Regions from separate parts of the Hordeum vulgare genome. Here regions 1 and 3 are each linked to region 2. The links are chromatin contacts, called in public Hi-C maps. All regions are on one chromosome and are shown on one strand. The core of a region is the stretch at or near the end of the contact, and the rest is flanking DNA. Distances in the headings are between cores, read along the strand shown.

Evidence for each region. A called contact is a pair of places that touch in the nucleus more often than the background predicts.
Region 1: a Hi-C map of leaf shows a contact between it and region 2, with 2.7 times the contacts expected there. The contact joins the enhancer-like site here to the promoter of LOC123443100 in region 2. A contact is called at or near these places in 2 of 6 Hi-C or Micro-C datasets (leaf and seedling) and 1 of 1 datasets of contacts at active chromatin or transcription factors (embryo).
Region 3: a Hi-C map of seedling shows a contact between it and region 2, with 3 times the contacts expected there. The contact joins the promoter of LOC123439599 here to the promoter of LOC123443100 in region 2. A contact is called at or near these places in 2 of 6 Hi-C or Micro-C datasets (leaf and seedling).

The regions. Positions count from the first base shown.
Region 1 is chr3H:91,401,767-91,405,586 of MorexV3_pseudomolecules_assembly, forward strand. No RefSeq gene overlaps it. Among protein-coding and RNA genes, the nearest start is that of LOC123443099, 21 kb to the right of the region's middle. Within about 2 kb of position 2,220, at least 2 of the 3 cell types and tissues checked have open chromatin away from gene starts, as enhancers often do. A contact at or near this core is called in leaf, where this site is marked.
Region 2 is chr3H:92,038,458-92,042,611 of MorexV3_pseudomolecules_assembly, forward strand. It overlaps LOC123443100 (putative GPI-anchored protein pfl2), which reads left to right and starts at 2,201. Exons shown (of 4, transcript XM_045119359.1): 1 at 2,201-2,386; 2 at 2,477-2,915. The coding sequence starts at 2,211.
Region 3 is chr3H:91,109,067-91,113,288 of MorexV3_pseudomolecules_assembly, forward strand. LOC123439599 (B-box zinc finger protein 22-like) reads right to left here and starts at 2,294. Exons shown (of 3, transcript XM_045116292.1): 1 at 1,896-2,294; 2 at 1,245-1,790; 3 at 164-823. The coding sequence starts at 2,093. The coding sequence ends at 518.

The DNA.
Region 1 (3,820 bases), core at 970-3,469, 640 kb before region 2:
ACATTCGCAAAGGAGAAGAAAAACAAAGGGAAAGGGAAAGGGAAAAAGCGAGTTCAGACATACCAGGGAAACCCTTTGAAAGTGGTTCTCAATCGTAACCACTGCCCTGGGGTGAAAACCCCGGTACACCATCACAACGCCCAAAATAGGTCTATCAAACAACACATCCAAAAGGGCAGAAAGTAAACTCCAGCCTACGCAGAGGCATAACAGATAAACAGCAAACCATTGCCAAAGGAAAGAGAGAAGCTAAAGTAGGAACGTCTAGCTATCCGGCACCCCATCGTCCACCCAGGATCGGCTGATGTACATTTTAGGGCCCCGTCACTTGATTAATATGAGCTGACGTACGGATCCATCATACTCCTTGCGTTCTCCTGCAGAAGAGAAGCGTCATTCTTCAGTAGCAGACGATCTTCCTTCTTGAGCAGACCTGCCCAATAATTAAGGTGGACGCAAGCTGTAAAGACAATCTTAAAAGAAGATGACAGTTTCTTGAATTCAAAGTCGTACGTTTTCTGCAATTCCAGATAGCCCAACAGATTGCCGCCAAACCCACAGTAAAAAAAATGCTATCCATCAGGGAGAAACGCGTAACACCAAGAGTAAAATTAAGGGATATTGTTAGGGCAAAGATCAGTCCCCAGCATAGATCCTACGGTACGCCAAGGTACTCTGGTCACCGGACATTGAAAAAACAGATGGAGATATGATTCTCTACTGGTGCAAAAGGAACAGCGGGGGTTGCCAGTCCATTTTCTGCAATGCATCACATCAGCATCTTGAAACATTTGCCGCAAAAAGATTTGGTTCTTAAGAGGATGCTTAGCACTCCATATCCACTTGAAGTCATCCCCTGCCAAATTCTTTTCAAGGAAAGAATACATGGCCTTAGTAGTATACTTGCCTTTTGGACCAAGTGACCACTCCACCTTGCCCCGCTCATCCCCGACATTCAGGAGATTCACAGCTGCATTGGAAACACAAGCACTGGTCGGCAGACATATTACATGGAACTTGGAGGATCCAGTCAGGTCCAGTATTCGTCAATCCATTCAGATTTGGCAGATCCCAACACATAGACGCAGTGCGCCATAAATCCCTGTTCAAAGTGCAGCGCCAGAGAGCATGGATAATATCTTCAGTTTCAGTGCCACAAATCGGACATACAACAGAAATTTCACGCGTCCGAGATAGTTTCCGTCCCATGTAGGCAGAGAATTTTTTGGAGCTCGCTAGGCCAAAATGCGTAGTTCGGAAAGTGCAGTACTTTTCCAGACCGCCGACCACATCCAGGTTGGGGCAACTCATCAAAGGCAAGCTTATAGTTACTGTGCACTGGAAAAACACCCGATTTTTCACGGATCCACGCTAGAAAATCGTACGGGTAGCATTTTTAATGTTTATGATGGATGACGCATCAATTGGAAGACTGTTGGATCAAGTTAACATCCCAATTACCGTGAACATCAGACAGTTCAGAGACCCACCTCAATCGGCATCGGCCTCCAGGAGATACTACCATGTAATCAGCTTTTGGTACCCATCTGTCACGCCAAATACGAACTTGCGTGCAATTACCAATCCTCTATATGAAACCCTTTTTCAGTACTTGTCGACCATGAGGTAATACATCCAAACCACATTAAACTGTACACATTGATTTGCATTTTATATATAAATCGGGACGAAAGACTGTCTCGTGGATTTTAATAGACACCTTTTTTCCCGAACTATTGTTGTATTTCTGTCATGGTATGTGATGAAGAGGGATTAACCTGGTTTAGAAAAGCAGCTAATTGTCCATCATATCGGTGGCACGTAATGCATTTCTTTAGTTCGAACGATTACTGTAGTTTATCGTGCCAGCATGAACAACCGGTCTCTGTCACGCCACCTCTACCTCGTCATTAATACATTTTTGTGAAAAATAAAACCATGGTCTAATACTCGCAGGCATCAAGGTACCACATGCCACATTGCCACATCTGGTTCCAACTATACGTACACGGTACTGCAACGATACACCGGCACGCGTGCACGCCCTAGCCGATAAATGCGTCATTAGCAGGAGATCGCATGCACACACGCACGCACCACAAATTAATTCCTGGCCGCGATCGCGCCATGCAGGCAGCATGCTGTCAGGTGGACGTATACATGCGGGCCAAGCCGAGCGTTGGCTCGATCGAGACGCAGCGTTCTCCGCTTGCCGGTGCGGCAGCGTGCCACGGCGCGCGTTGCGTCGGGCGGGGCGACGTGCATGCCATCTCCGTCACCACTTGCGCCCGGTTGATTACGGTTTTTCATTCCCAAATGGAATGAATGGGAACGGCTACGGTCTGTGATCTTTCATTGCCGTGCGTACGTACTCTCTCTGTCGCGCATCTTTCGTACAAGTACCACGTATGCATGGATGAGCAAAATCTGAACCCAGCGGCTCAGCGCAGCGCTGCTGTTTTGGTTGCTCGTTGTCGGCTTGTGGACGTCAATTAATGCAGCAGCTAGTACGTGTCGTTCAGTTCAGGCGCTGCTGCGCGTCACAGGCAGTGCGTGCACTCAGCCTGCTACAAGTACGGGCTCCGAGCATCTCCGATAGATCCCATATAAGAGCTCCGAGGAACGTCGCTGCAGAATTAGATGCAGTTATTTCTGTGAGAACTGACAGTATAATCTTTAGTACTATTCGGATTAGCAACGGAGAACCAAACACCCGGTACAGTGCTAAATAGTGTTCACATCGCTACAGTACAAAGTGATATATCTTCACGACCCAGGCCATGGCCCTGGATGCCTTGGTCTTGTCTATGGATGCCACTATTGCATGTAGAGAGAATTAATTGCGAGGTGGCAATGATGACTTGATAACTTCTCTTGCATGTTAAGATAATTAAGTTAGTGAGGATCAACTATTTAGAGGGTGTTTGAATACGTTTTAGTCTCATGACTAAAAGTAATGAGACTAAAACTTACTAGTCTCACTCATGCTTGGATCCAAGTACTAAAGAGACTAAAATCAAGTTAATGAGCATTTATTATCCTCCAAACCCTGCAATCCAGAACTTGCATGAGGAGTTAAATGAGGAGAGAGAGGACTAATGCACATTTTAGTAAGGATACTCCTGACTAAAAGATTTTAGCCTCAAGACTAGTTTTAGCCTCTCTTTAGTGAGGGGTGCTTGGAACTTTAGCCTCTTAAATAGACTAGTTTTACTCTCTTGGATCCATGCACCCTCTTAGAGGATGCTTGGATCCAAGGGACTAAAACTAGTCTGACTAAAACTAGTCTCTTTAAGATGCTAAAGTTCCAAGCACCCCTGACTAAAGAGAGGCTAAAATAGTCTTGAGGCTAAAATCTTTTAGTCAGGGTACCCTTACTAAAATATGCATTAGTCATCTCTCTCCTCATTTAACTCCTAAGACGAGTTCTGGATTGGAGGGTTTGCAGGATAATAAATGCTCATTAACTTGATTTTAGTCTTTTTAGTATTTGGATCCAAACATGGGTGAGGCTAGCAAGTTTTAGTCTCACTACTTTTAGTCATGGGACTAAAACTTATCCAAGCACCCTCTTAGTCATATTAGATGACACCCCACGCTTTGTGGTGCAAATTTATAGAAAGTAACTATAATGCGCAAAAAAAAAAACTTAAGCAGAAACAGAAAAATTGGGTCCAGGGGTCACAAACATTATTAGTACCTCAAAATGCATGCCTTGTTATTTTTACTGATATCGGGCTCAGTACACAACGACCTACTTTTCAATTTAACAACTAGAATCTACGAACTACATAAGCACCGGTAGCAATCCATGCATGAA
Region 2 (4,154 bases), core at 951-3,450:
TCTCCATACAATGAATTTGGATTTAATAGAGGCCCTTGCATTGCGGCAAATCTCGGTGGAGAGGACATAGTTGCGTTCAATTTTCCATTCACTTTGACCGTGCAATGGATTGTTGTCTTTTTAATTAAAACGAAGTTGAGTTTTCGAACATCATATATTTCGAACTTTTTAAAAGTACCGTATACATATATTCATCTTTACACAAAACATGAACAACTTGAAGCTCGTTTGTCTTTCCCTCTATAAATTGATCGCTCAATATTCTACTACATTCATCTCTCTCTATATATATTGTGGAATTTGAAACACACCTTCTCGCACAAGCTATTCCATTCAAGAAAGTGGGATGATGAGTGTTAAAAAAGTGCGATGATGGCTAAAATATATGGTGCAATCTTTTTTGTTGTTTTTCTGCTAGATTCTTTCTTGCAAATAATAACTAAAGTTTTGATGTGTGCAACTAGAAAGTTAGAAGCACGAATGTCGAGATTCTACTATAATGTCACATGTGGATATTTGTAGTGCTCATTCACCTAGCAAAAATGTTTTAAATAGCGGGCTATGTCAAATACCGGTGGACCTCCAAATAAGCTATGACGGAGCTATAGCGGCCTATTTGGACATGAGATCATTTAGCGGCACCCTGCTGAAAAGTCTATAACGAGGCTATAGTCGGCTATTTAAAACTATGAGCAAAATGCACCAACTTTCATGAGCAACAATAGCGTCCCCTAATCTCATGTGTTCGCGTGACTTGCCAGCACATGCACCTAGCAAAATGTCCCATGTATGTTTACCTGAGCACTAACGCCAATGCATAATCTTGGACACTTCCAGCTCCATATAAAAGACATAATGGTACAAGAACATGGAATTTCTCACGACACTTCACTGGACGGGAGGTGTAAATATCTTTTTCCCAGAAAATCATTTTCATCGTATTGCTTTGCTTCTTCGAAATAACAGCACCAGGTTTTGGCGTGCGTAGTTAGAAAGTCATGAGCAATTTCACCAGGCCATAATCTCCTGTAATGGAGTACATGGACACATGAGCCGCACCAAGCCAACTAGCATATACTCCATCCGTTCCTCAATATAAGTCTTTTTAGAAATTTCACTAGAAGACTACATACAAATTTCACTAGAAGACTACATACGAAGAAGAATGAATGTATCTACACTCTTAAGTATGTCTATATACATTCGTATGTAGTACACTAGTAAAAACTCAAAAAAACTTATATTTAAGAGCGGAGGGAGTACATGTGTTTACATGAGCACCATCACTGATTTGTGCAGTCTGGTGCTCCTATGTCCATGGACGATGTTGCCATTGCATCTAGCCAAGTTTCTCATATACGCGTTTAAATGAGCACCATCATTGAATTGTAGCCTTCGAACACAACGAGTGCACCGACAAATGGCAATGATAACATTATTATTGATTGAGATTGCTAACATCGATATTCTCATCGCTATTTAATAGCACACATCTCAAGTTTTACGTGACATACACTTTTTCGGTAGGGAGATGTAAATATAACTTTCTTAGGAAAACAAAACACACACCGTTCAATTTTGGAAGAAAATGGTCACACGTCACACGTTTTTTGCTTGGACAATTAGAATGTCATGAGCACCAAATGTCAAAGAGTAGTCTCGTGAGGTACCAGCGCACTGAAGAACATCATTCTACAGATGTTGATTGTTTTTGCAACAACAAAGAATGTCGTGAGATGTTTCTCTTTCGCAAAAGAATACTGATCATGTGTTAGAAAGTCATGAGTACTAGCATTTGCAAAATATTGCATTTGAATTAAGACAAAAATCTAGATGATCGCAGCAGTTTGCGAGTATTCTAGGCAGAGAATGGTGCGCCCAACATTTTGCACCTAGTCGCTCGCTATCACATGATGCGGTCCGGCGAACGATTGTGCCACGTCACCAACCACAGGAATAAAAGGAAAAAACAATTTAGTCGCTGTCCATCACCTGTCGCCGTCCGCAGTAGTAAATGGGACGTGGGCCTCTCGCGCACGACACTGGCGCCAGCAAGGCATTAAATAGATATAATATCGAATAATTAATGAGGTACCAAAAATAAAGGTGGGGAGAGCGGGAAAGAGTAGATTATTCGCCTCGATGCTATCAAAACCTTGCCTCGAAGTATTAACTCCGTATCGTAATTGCTGCATCCTTTAGATAGATATATGCTGGAGTACACGACCTCCCTTTCCAACGCCCGCCGCTTTCCTCTCCTTCCTTCCTTCCAGTCTACTCCTCCTCATCTCCCCCCTCCCAAAAAAACTCGAGAAATCGCAGGTAGATTTGCGCGGAGGGGGCACGCCGACGTCGCATCCATGGCCGCCGCCGCGTTCTCCATCAGGTTAGTGTGCGCGGCCTCGTCTCGTCGGCCTTTATGGTGGTCGTGTATGCGGTTTTTTTTTCCTGATCTCCATTTGCGATTTGTCCGAAGGGGATACGCGGCGAGCATGAGGGGTGAGGCGGCGGCGGAGGGTCGGCGTCCCTTGGGCATCGAACATCTCCCGGCTATAGAGGCGCCGAGGTTTCGGTGGTGGGCGGACGAGTTGGCCTCCGCCATGGCTACTGCTGCTGCGTCGGCGGCGGCAGTGGCGCCGTCCCCGAGGAGGTCGCCAGGGAAGGCGAAGCCTCCGAAGAAGAGGTCCATCTCTGACCTCTTCGCCTCGGCGCCCCCCTTGGACGTGTCCCCCGCCGGTGATAGCGGATGCAACGCGCAAACGGAGGTCGACGGCGACGAGGCGCTGTGCGCGATCGTGAGGAGGGCCAAGAAGGAGAGGAAGCGGAAGAAGAGACTGCGGGAGGAGGCGGCAGCGGCTGTCGCGCCGGAGTGCAGCGGAGGGCGAGATCCGGAGGGGAGTTTCGCGGCCACAAAGGTACGTGATGCAGCCCAGCCCAGCCCAAACCCAACACTGCCTGTCTGTCAATGCAATCATGTCATCTACTACTACTACCACTATTGTTCCTACGCTTTTTTTTACCCTGGTTTCATTTTATTTTGATCTGCTTGGAATGGGTAAATGCTTTGCGTGTCCATGAGACGAGGAATCAAAAAATATCTAGTACCCCGTATTAGATTTGGTTGACTTATATGGTTACTATTTGTGGGGAGCAATTAGTTTTACCTTTACATGGGGGCCGTCCCATCGCCTCGCAGGATATTTTATGTAAGGATTGACTGTGCCGAACCCAGTTCCTAATCTGAACCAGGCTTAGGTAGTTCGTCTACGAGGTTGTGTGGATACGTGATAATTGCGGGGCAGGTGCGCGATCATTTTCTGGCTAAGTGCTAAAGTTAGAACGATTATTATTGTGTTTTATTCTGTTGCATCATTACATTTCCTACCTAGTTATTTGTATGCATACACATTGTTATTTCATGCTTAATTTGTGAACCCTGACCGATCATTCAAACTCGGGGCTTTATGACATTTCGTATGATGATTCTAGGGAACTTGGTGAGATGTATACCTGCACCTGTTCATACACTTTGTTAAGACCAATAATAGATATGAGTCCGCTAGATTATGATGACCAGATAAACCAGTGGTGACTGCAGACGAGACAGGCTAGCTGGTACTGCAGCATATGTACCACATCTCATAGTACATGGTACATCGTCACCGTGTTTCCTTTTTCTCACACCATGCGCGGTGGGTTGTGAGCTGCATGCGTACTTGTGTACCTCCTGCACATTTCAGCCGTGTGGACCCACACACTAGACTTTATCATAGGAAACGGACGTGGAGCAAGCACTTACCAAAACCGATATCTTTTGCATTTTTTTTTCTCTTGGATAGGAAACTTCATTACTACATACTCCTCCGTCTCGGTTTATAACTACACCACGATCAAAACGGAAAGAAAAACGAGAGAAATTAGTGTTAATTTATTAATTAATACCATTACATGCAATGAATTGACCACTGCGCCTCAAGTCATTAAAAACATACACGCCTCACGTCTCTTATTGGTTGATTACTTTATTCATGTCAAAAAGCAAGAAACGAGGTGGAAGTTAATGCACTGCGCCTAAGTGTTTTGTGATTATTTGGTTTTCGTAAATGGAGGGAGTACCTTGTATGTTTATTACTATCTATTTTTTCTTAAAACCA
Region 3 (4,222 bases), core at 1,044-3,543, 930 kb before region 2:
AATTAGTGCGAAACACAGCTCAACGCCCTCAATTAACAAAGTCAACACAAGGTACAGCGTTTACAGACCGAGCTGATACATCACATAATGATCCATCTGACAGCCCAACAGACCAGCTGAAAACACTCCAGTGTGACCGTGATCGAAGAAAAGAAATCATCCGTTTCAAACTTCCAGTGCCATCCGTTGCACTCTCACTGTTTTTATTATGTTTCCTTCCTTAGTTTTTACCACTGTTTTCGTTTAACATCCCGAGCTAAACTCACAATTACACAAGCAACGTTGCACAAACAGACCCCGAAATTAACAGCTAATCAGTCCCAGAGCTACTGCAGATCTGCCGTATATGTATGTGGACCATAGTATCATACTACTAACCACTAGACCATCTATTAGTAGCATCATCTCCCTCTGTCTTCTCTTCTGCACGCTAGTTTCAGCTTCGAGGCACACGGCCTGTAATCTAGTTCCGGCACGACCTGATCGACCGACGTCGAGCGTCTCCCATGTTGCCATGTTAACACCGCCGCCGGCGCTTGAGCTGCTGATCGGCGCCGGCCGTGAAGCACCGGAAGGGGTTTTCCGGTGAGCAGATGTCCGGCACGAACACGGAAGCGGTGTCGGCGTTAGAGCCGTAATGCGGGTCTCCCTGCCAGTGGAGGCCTGAGGCCGTGGGCGGGGAGGGGAGCTCCGGCATGGCCGACCTCGACCAGTGGACCTCCGGCACCTGGCCAAAGAAATCCTGCGCGTTCTGGATGGCGTTGCCGGATGAGGAGGACGACAACGAACGGCGGTTCGGCGAGCCGAGCTTCCCGCTGTCGGCCTGCAAAAGTGCAAATGGATAACCACTGTTAGCTTACATAGACATAGTATACTGGAGTGAGCTGTGTAGGCATAGATCGATTGTTTAGTCATATGTTTTTCGTGGTCAGAAACATGTCAATTGTGAAATACCTTGTGCGATGTATCACTTCAGGTTTTAAGCCCGAAAATTGCCGGTGAAAGTAAGATTACATGGCATGATTAAGCTGATCTGGCTATGGATTAACGTTCCAGGATGCAGATCAGATAAATTACTTGATTCAAGATGATGAGACAGGTTACAAGAGTTACTATTTTTGTACTTGAACTGCGCTTCTTCCCCGATATGATAAAGTAATTAGAGTAACTACTAAGTGCTAAGACTGTGACAATACAATTAGTAGTAATTCAAATTTGGTCCTGAGTGAATTCGTAGTGCTGACCTTGGACGTGCCATTTTCCGCGAATCCGAAGCCAGAGTTGAATTCGGTGAAGCCGAAGAACTCGTCCAGTGGCCAGTCCGGCATGCTCCCGCCAAAAAGTGCCGCGCTCGCCGCCGTGACGGCCACCCGGGGGCTCTTCTTGGGAGGGGCTTTGATTACCTCCGGCTCCGCGGGCCTCAACGCCGGGGTACCACTGGCGAACTGCTCGTCGATGACCGACCAGTCGGGCAGGTTACCCGTGATGCCGACGTCCTGGCCGGCCGCCCACTCGATGTCTCCGTCGCTGTAGAGCGGCGTCGGGCTCCTCTTCCTGTGGCACATCGGCGGTTGCAGGGGAGCCGACGAGGTGTTGTTGGGCGGTTGCGGTTCCGGCTCCGGCTCCGGCTCTGGTTCTTCTTGTTCGTCGGGCTCGAGGCCGACCTGGACGCCGGTGAGGAGAAACCTCCGGTGCGCGGAGACGAAGGCGTTGGCGGTATGCACGGCGACGTCGCAGCTCCGGCAGAGCAGCGCGCGGTCCTCCACGCAGAAGAAGTAGGCGTGGCCCTCCTGTGGTAGCAGAAACAGCGGACGTACTCGTCAGATCACCGGCCGGGGCAAAAGAAAGATTTACCAAGATTAGCGCAAGGGCGAGAGAGCAACAGATTCAAGCACCTGGCATATGTCGCAGTTGGGCGCGGACACGGCGGGCGGGTTGGAGACGGCGGAGAGGAGGGGCAGGCGGTGGTGCTTGCCGGCGAGGCGGTTGGCGTCGTGCACGTCCCGGTCGCAGCGCGCGCAGAGGGCGGCCTCGTCGGCGCAGCAGACCACGCGCGCCTCGGCCGCCTCGCACGCGGAGCAGAGCACCTTCATCGATCGACCGATCAATTGATCCGATCGCTACACGATCATCCGCGTGGAGCGAGGAGAGGAGAGGAGAGGAGAGCGGGGCTTGGCAGTGAGGTTATGGACGTGGGGGGAGGGAGAGGGAAGCCGTGCGGTTTTGTCCCCGCCGGTTGGTGACGGGTTCGTAGGGGGCCGAGGCGCCGTGCAGTGCGGTGTCGCGTGCGCGTGGCGGATGGGCGGCCGGATCCGGACGGGTGGGTGGGAGGTGAGGCGAGACTGTTGGGAGCGCCGGATATTTTGGCGGACGGGCGCCGTGGCCGTGGCCGTGGACGCTGACGCCGGGGCAGGGATCACATGGGACGGAGGGTGACATGGCTGGATGGCCGGCTGGCGCGCGGGAAGAACGGGAGTGGCCGGCCGACGGACGGGAGGACTCCCTCGTTCACTCGGAGGAGTGACCAGGCGCGGAGGGCCCGCGGGCTCCGAGCCGTCGCGGCCGGACCCGATTCGCCCACGCGCGCCGTGCCCACCGCTTTGACTTCCCCGCTCCGCCCCTCACCGGCCGACCGGCGCGGTAAAAGACGCTGGTTTAGTTTCACAGCTCGTAGCTTCAGTGAAGCCCAGGTCAGTGACTGGCCGGTCTCCGTCTCCGTGTCGATCGTCCTCAGTTTTTTTTTAAAGAAAGGCGCCTGCGAAGTGATGACTGCCACTAACTGACGCCCGACTGACGGTAAGCGAAAATAGAAACGCTAGTAGTACGATATTCCACACAAACTCACGGGATAAACCGGGAACTACGTAGTACTGCGAGCATCGAATAATCCTAGATCATGGGAATCAAAGGGAAGGTGCCTATCTTGGCTGCATCGATGCATTGCGGCTAGCGGGGGACCGGGCGACCACCACGCCGGCCACGGCTATCCAGATAACACGGGATGGTCCTACACGGTGCGGCATGGGCATGGCCAGCCACTACATGCCCAACTAGCTTGTTTTGGGCCAACTGGTATCCAATAATGCGGCGCCATCCCCTTCGTGGCCCCCATTCCACTTATGGTCCGGTTTTGGGAATTTGCCCGTGCTCATGCAATGCATTTATACTCCATATGCATTGCATGTGTAACAGAGTATCTTTTTTCTTTGTGGGCAGATGTAGGGATGTAGAGCACCGCCTGAACCCGTCCCGCTCCGTGTAAAAAAGTTAGTTCTAGCTAGTTTGTGACGCTGCTAGGTAAAGTTGTACTCCCTCCGTTCCTAAATATAAGTTTTTCTAAAGATTTTCACTAGTGAACTATATACGGATGTATATAGACATATTTTAGAGTATAGATTCAATCATTTTGCTTCGTATGTAGACCCTTAGTGAAATCGTTTAAAAGACTTATATTTAGGAACGGAAGGAGTACTAATTAAGCACTTTGGCAGGTCTATGCAGGACGCAGATGATATGTATGTGGATGATAGATATGTTCTTTTCACACAAGATATTTAGACAGTTTTTTTTACCCGGAAATATTTATATAGTTATTTCACCTATTGTGTGAAAAGATCGATTTGAATTTCTTCAGCCCTCGGATAAAGGAGTAAAGATGTGAATATTTTACATATTGAGATTGCTATTTTTCATACGTCTGATATTTAGGGACAGATCTGTACTAATCCGATGATGTTCATTTTCTGATATCATCAAAGGTTCCGATAAAATTTCAACTTCAAAATATTTTGTAGCTCAAAACATTGCTCCGATTCAAAATCCATTTTGACATAAAAAATTGTCTCGACGAGACCTTAAAAACTAGATCTCATGTTCATATGTTCCAACAACTTTTTTTCTCGTCAAAAGTTACAATGTCTCGGGTACCTAAGTTATCACATGTGTGCGTACATAAGTTATCATCGTGATTGCATTAAAGTTAATGAGACATGAAAAATTGTTCCTCCAACCTTTTTGCATATGCAAATGCATGCATGCATTAAAGGACAAAACTGGTGACATCGTATAATTTTTCAATTTAAAAAAGCCAAAATTGATATGTAGCTCAAACTGTCGCTCTAATTAAAAATCTGTTTTCACAAAAAAAACGTCGCGACGAGATCTTGAAAACAAGATCTACTGTTAATAACCCACGTATATAGCATGTAATACATGCACAACA